Regions from separate parts of the Sus scrofa genome. Here region 2 is linked to region 1. A link is a contact called in public Hi-C data. All regions are on one chromosome and are shown on one strand. Each heading gives the region's core, a stretch centred on a gene start, on an enhancer-like site or on the middle of the called end of the contact. The rest is flanking DNA. Distances are from core to core; before and after follow the strand shown.

Region 1 (2,737 bases), core at 182-2,681:
AAAAACCCATTCATGAATGGTCATGCTTAAAGCTGACCATCTCATTGCTTCGGTGAAGACAGCTTTAGTAGAAGAGTAAAGTAAGTGAAACTTACCATTTGTTTTTCTCATCCTCTCACAATCCAGTGCAGCCTTTTGAACTGGAAGAGAGAAAAGGAACATGAGAAGACTCTTTTTCCACATGGTGTTTCGATTTGGAGGTTCAAGCTTCAGAATGGTAAGGACGCCTTAAATGCGACAGAAGGCAAAATGCCCCCAAAGAATAGTTTGTTCAGATGGCTCCACATTCTCCTGAATGAAATCAAGAGGAGGACGAGGGAGGCTTGGTGGAACCCGGGTGGTAAATCACTTAGAGAACTTCCTCCTTTTTGACCAAGTTAGAGAAGTCAGAGTTGCATGAACAAAGCCTGACACAGAAGACTGGTTGGTGTGACCCTGAGAGTTCTTGTAAGCAGAGATATGGCAGGTTGCCTGTAGTTCAGGCTGGCTGGGAAGTTGGACAGTGGGAAAAGAAAAAGTGTTGTCTTTATGTAAACCCACCTGCTCATCTCTTTCTGGATTCAGCCTATGTCTAAAGGAATTAGCAGAAGTGCGGTTTAGTCTTGGGAAGCAATATTGACTCTACAGAGACACATGGAAACATGGCTGTGGCATAAGCCTGTGGCTACAGGTCTTATTTGACTCCTAGCCTGGGAACCTCCATAGGCCGTGGGTGCAGCCCTAAAAAGACCAAAAAGAAAGAAAGAAAGAAAGAAACGTGGCAGCAGAAATGCCTGATTGTGTTCATTGCTGGTTCCTAGGCCCTGCTCCAAGCTTACTGGGGGTGAAACCTGGGACTCTGAATTTTCACAAGGGCCCCAGTGGTCTCAGAGTCTCTAAATTACAACCCACAGTGACTTGTGATTCACCACTACCCAATCCAGAATTCTCCTGACTCTGCAAAGTGCATGCAGTAACAAAGCCACACACTTTGCTGTTGCCAGCCTGAAGTGGGAAGTGGTGAGAGGTTCCCAAGTGGCAGGAGGTGTAACTGAGCTGGGCCACTTGTGTTACTGATTCTTGTTGCCACCCAGGGTTGGTCCTGTAGGTCTCACACATTCCCATGGACAGGCGCCCTCTCTGTGGGGAAGACAGGGCCCTCCCTGCCCAGGTACAAGTTCCTCTAGGACATCATCCAACCTCCATAAGAACTCACTCCAGGTGCTTCTTGCTCGGGCTCCCCAGGTCCCTCCTGTGGTGGTCAGTCATTTCCGGTCCCACATCTGGCCACCCCTGGGGGTCTGAGCAGAGCCCGGGCCTGCTGCCGTCACCCCCATTTCCTCTTTGTCTGGCCTTCACTGTCTGGAAGCAATTCATCTTATTTAGCTTTCAGTTCATAAAAGGCTTTTATTTCCTTCTGACCTGAAAAGTCACTTCTGGGAGTTCCCGTTGTGGCTCAGTGGTTAACGAATCCATGAGGTTGCAGCTTTGATTCCTGGCCTCACTCAGTGGGTTAAGAATCCTGTGTTGCCGTGAGCTGTGGTGTATGTAGGTCGCAGACGCAGCTCGGTCTGGGCTTGCTGTGGTTCTGGCTTAGGCCGGCGGCTACAGCTCCGATTAGACCCCTAGCCTGGAAACCTCCATATGCCTCATTTGTGGCCCTAAAAAGGCAAAATAAATAAATAATAAATAAATAAATAAATAAAAGTCACTTCTCAAGCACCCAGCCTTCTAACAAAGACGGCACTCGATGCTTTGATACTGTGATATTGGTGGCGGTTTCTTTCACTAAAGAAGAGGGAGAGAAAGAACCCCACAGATTTACTCTCTGATAGGATGACCCACAATGCCAGAATTTCTGCTAAAGGGAATCAGAGGTTTCCTTCTTGACTTTTCCCTCCATTGTCCATCCATCCTGGCCTGAGCATGGGAGAGATCTGGGTTCTCCAGAAACGCTGACACGTCTGGGGCATTGCTGTGAGTAGAACTTTCAGCTGGGGCAGGAAGCTTGCAAACCGCAGCTTGGACACAAAGACAACAAAGGAAACCAGGGGAAGTGCTGCTTAGAGCTGCTGTAAACGTTGCTAGCATTGCCTTAGTGAGGCCCTGGGAAAAGGATCGTGATATGTCAGAGGCTACACAACAAATCAAATGGAAAAAGAAAAAGTTCATCCACGGACCAGGCACGTTCCTTGGGGCCCAGATCAAGACAGATGCACCTTGTCATGGTCCACAGCAATTTGCCATATTGATAAACTTGATAACACTAAATAGTCAAACAGTAAAGTTAGGCTTTCTGTTGTCTAAGAGCTTCACACTCCTTACAGAACCTCTATGAGGTGTGCAGAGGTATTATTAAAAATATTTTACAACCAGGAGAGAAATACACAACACACGGATCCAATATTTTATTTTTTTATTATTATTATTTTTTGTCTTTATGCCATTTCTGGGCCGCTCCCTCGGCATATGGAGGTTCCCAGGCTAGGGGTCTAACCAGAGCTATAGCTGCCAGCCTACCCAGAGCCACAGCAACACAGGATCCGAGCCGTGTCTGCAACCTACACCACAGCTCACAGCCACGCCGGATCCTTAGCCCACTGAGCAAGGGCAGGGATCTAACCCGCAACCTCATGGTTCCTAGTGGATTCGTTAATCACTGCGCCACAATGGGAACTCCACGGATCCAATATTTTAAAATATATTTCACCACTCCTGCTTTATCTCTAAATAAACTAAGCTATATTATAAAACTATT
Region 2 (2,700 bases), core at 150-2,649, 220 kb after region 1:
AGGATCTGGTGTTGTCATGAGCTGTGGTGTAGGTTGCAGATGCGTTTCAGATCCCACCTTGCTGCGGCTGTGGCATAGGCTGGCGGCTATAGCTTGGATTGGACCCCTAGCCTGGGAACTTCTGTATGCCGTGGGTGCAGCCCTAGATAAGACAAAAAGGCAAAAAGACAACAAAAAAAAGTATCAGTGATAAAATGATTCGTTCTTTGGAGTTCCCGTCGTGGCTCAACCGTTAGTGAGCCCGACTGGCATCCATGAGAATGTGGGTTCAATCCCTGGCCTTGCTCAGTGAGTTGAGGATTGTGTTGCCGTGAGCTGTGGTGTAGGTCACAGATGAGGCTCGGATCTGGCATTGCTGTGGCTCTGGAGTAGGCTGGTGGCTGCAGCTCTGATTCAACCCTTAGCCTGGGAACCTCCATATACCGTGGGTGTGGCCCTAAAAAGACAAAAAGACCCCCCCCCAAGAAAAAAAGGTGAAATGATTCACTTTTTCCTATGTGTCTGACTCCAAGCACATTTCTAAAAAGATTTTTAGCAAAGGCAGCAGAACTGGAATAAGCCCTGTAAGGTGGCTCTTTGAAAGGCTATCACACTCATCTGGAATTTGAAGGTGTGCTTTAAAAAATAGGCTTGTCATGTTCTAACACATCTTATATAAGACTGTGCAGGTGTCTTTCTCTGAAATTCATGCTGGCATCATAAGGTTGAGATCACAAAATGCATGTTTAGTTATAAAACCTGAATATCAGCCAAACATTTAGTTACCCTCCTAATGAGTAAGAATTGGGAGCTGCATAACACAGCTCCCCATGCAGAGGGAGAGGTGCCATTTGGTCAGAGTCAGAATTTCATGTCATCTGGTGTGTTTTAACTGATACAGCTTTGTCTAAATTATTAACTTCAAGCCACAAAATTGTCCTGTTCTCTGTCCCACAGAGGATTAATTCAGGAACCCAAGAGCTCACTGCAGTGCTCAGCCTTTGGCATCTTTTCCTCCAGGTCTGGAGGCTGCCAGATGACAAATACCAGTGGGGACAGAAGGGGGCGGTGGCTCTGCATGCTTCACTGTGGTCCAGGATAGTAAGGCAGCCTTCTGTGCTGTGTAGACTCCTTACCTGGCAGCACCAGGTCTGAGCTGGGGGCACGGCCATGTTAGCGATGGAGGAGTAGGGTTTCTGAGACGGTCCCGTTATCTTTGGGGCTTTACCTCCCTGACTTCTTTCATCCCAAGACCCAGGGTAGGCTTTCTTGGGAATCATCTTCTGCTCTGTACATTTCCCACAGAAGAGCTCAGTGAGGGCCGCCTAACCCTGAAAGCTCAGAAGGACACACATGAGCATCGCCTGGACTAGCCAGGCCTCTGATGCGAGGAGGAGGAGTCAGGTGCTCCCCCTCAGCCAGGGACAGGAGGCTTTTGTGTCTGCAGAGGGCGTCCCCTTTTCACGCTGCATTCAAGCGGGTTGGCTGGAGCGCTGGCTCTAGTGTTTCAGAGCCAGGATGGAGAGGATCCGGGTGTCCTGCCAGGGAGAATATTCGTGCGGTCTTCTTACAGCCGGGCTCCTGTTTCAGGCGGAGATTTCAGTACCCTCCTCCCAGTGCTGGGGCCTCTGCTGGGCCTTCAACATCGCCAGGCGTGCTCTGCCCTTGGGTGCCCTTGGCCCTTTTGGCCAGAAGATGGCTGTCCCTGTGGGCGTCTGGTAGCTCAAGGACATCACCCGAGGAAGACCCCAAAGGGAGATGAGACCTAAGCTGTGTTACCTTCCCCATCCTGGTGATTTTGTCCTCGTCAAAAATACAAGGTCCCCTCTCTGCTTAGCCACCGTTTGGTAGCTTGACAGTGTTCAAAGGCTACTCTGTCCCTTGTTCATTTCATCCCCCTTAAGTCTCTGAGCCTCAGAGATGGGCTCTGCCATCTGCCCCTCTGAAGCAAAGGCACCATCAGAGGAGGCAGCCGCCTTTTGTGTGGCTGAAGCTCAGCCAGGAACCCCACCCCCACCCCACCCAGTACCCTCACAGGGGAGCTTGATCGTTCACCACTGCAGGTGACCCAGCAGCCCCCAGGCCTCTGGAAACCAAGGATCCACCTGGAAAGACTAATGAGGGACATTGCTCTCGGGTGAAGCTTTTCATTACTTCATTTAAAAAAGGTTTTAAATTAGTTTCTCCGGAAAGTTCCTGAGTCCTCATATCAGTTGCTCCCTCGAGTCCCTTGAGATTTGTACCCTGTGGTTGTTGGCTCTTTTCTGTGACCTTCAGGAGCTGGGGCAGGCATGGGGTAAGATATGTAATCTCAGGAAGGATTCTTGAGCCAAATCTAACCTGGAGGTAACCAGGCCCAAACGCCTCATGTTGTTGAACTCAGCGAGTCAGGGGACTTGCCTGAACATCCCCGTCACCTGTGAGGTGGTCATGTCACCAACATGAGCTCTCACCTGATCCGTGCAACCATCCTTCTTTCCACTCACCCTCCCATTGGCCACGCTGCACTGTTGACGAAATCACTGCATCTTGTGTGACTGCATCACGCTCCCACCGCCTGTCTTTCTGACGCATGCGCAGAATCGAACCCTTCAGGCCCAAGTCCTCTGCGGTCCTGCCAGGGGACTCGGCGCTGAAGAGTCTCCCGGGGAGCCAGGCCAATCCGAGGACCCTTGGATTGGGCCTCTTCTGGGCGGGGTGGGTGGTGGAGAGTGATGACCG

The links. A called contact is a pair of places that touch in the nucleus more often than the background predicts.
Region 2: a contact with region 1 is called in a Hi-C map of skeletal muscle, with 5 times the contacts expected there. The contact joins the enhancer-like site here to the promoter of MILR1 in region 1. A contact is called at or near these places in 2 of 5 promoter capture datasets (fetal liver and liver), 15 of 47 Hi-C or Micro-C datasets (alveolar macrophages, embryonic fibroblasts, heart right ventricle and 6 more) and 2 of 2 datasets of contacts at active chromatin or transcription factors (alveolar macrophages and skeletal muscle).

Annotation. Positions count from the first base shown.
Region 1 is chr12:14,636,515-14,639,251 of Sscrofa11.1, forward strand. It overlaps MILR1 (allergin-1), which reads right to left and starts at 1,432. Exons shown (of 9, transcript XM_021066766.1): 1 at 96-1,432. The coding sequence starts at 183.
Region 2 is chr12:14,854,837-14,857,536 of Sscrofa11.1, forward strand. The region is part of intron 10 of TEX2 (testis-expressed protein 2); the gene reads left to right. Among named protein-coding and RNA genes, the nearest start is that of ERN1, 26 kb to the right of the region's middle. Within about 2 kb of position 1,400, at least 9 of the 83 cell types and tissues checked have an H3K27ac peak or open chromatin away from gene starts, as enhancers often do. A contact at or near this core is called in fetal liver and skeletal muscle, where this site is marked.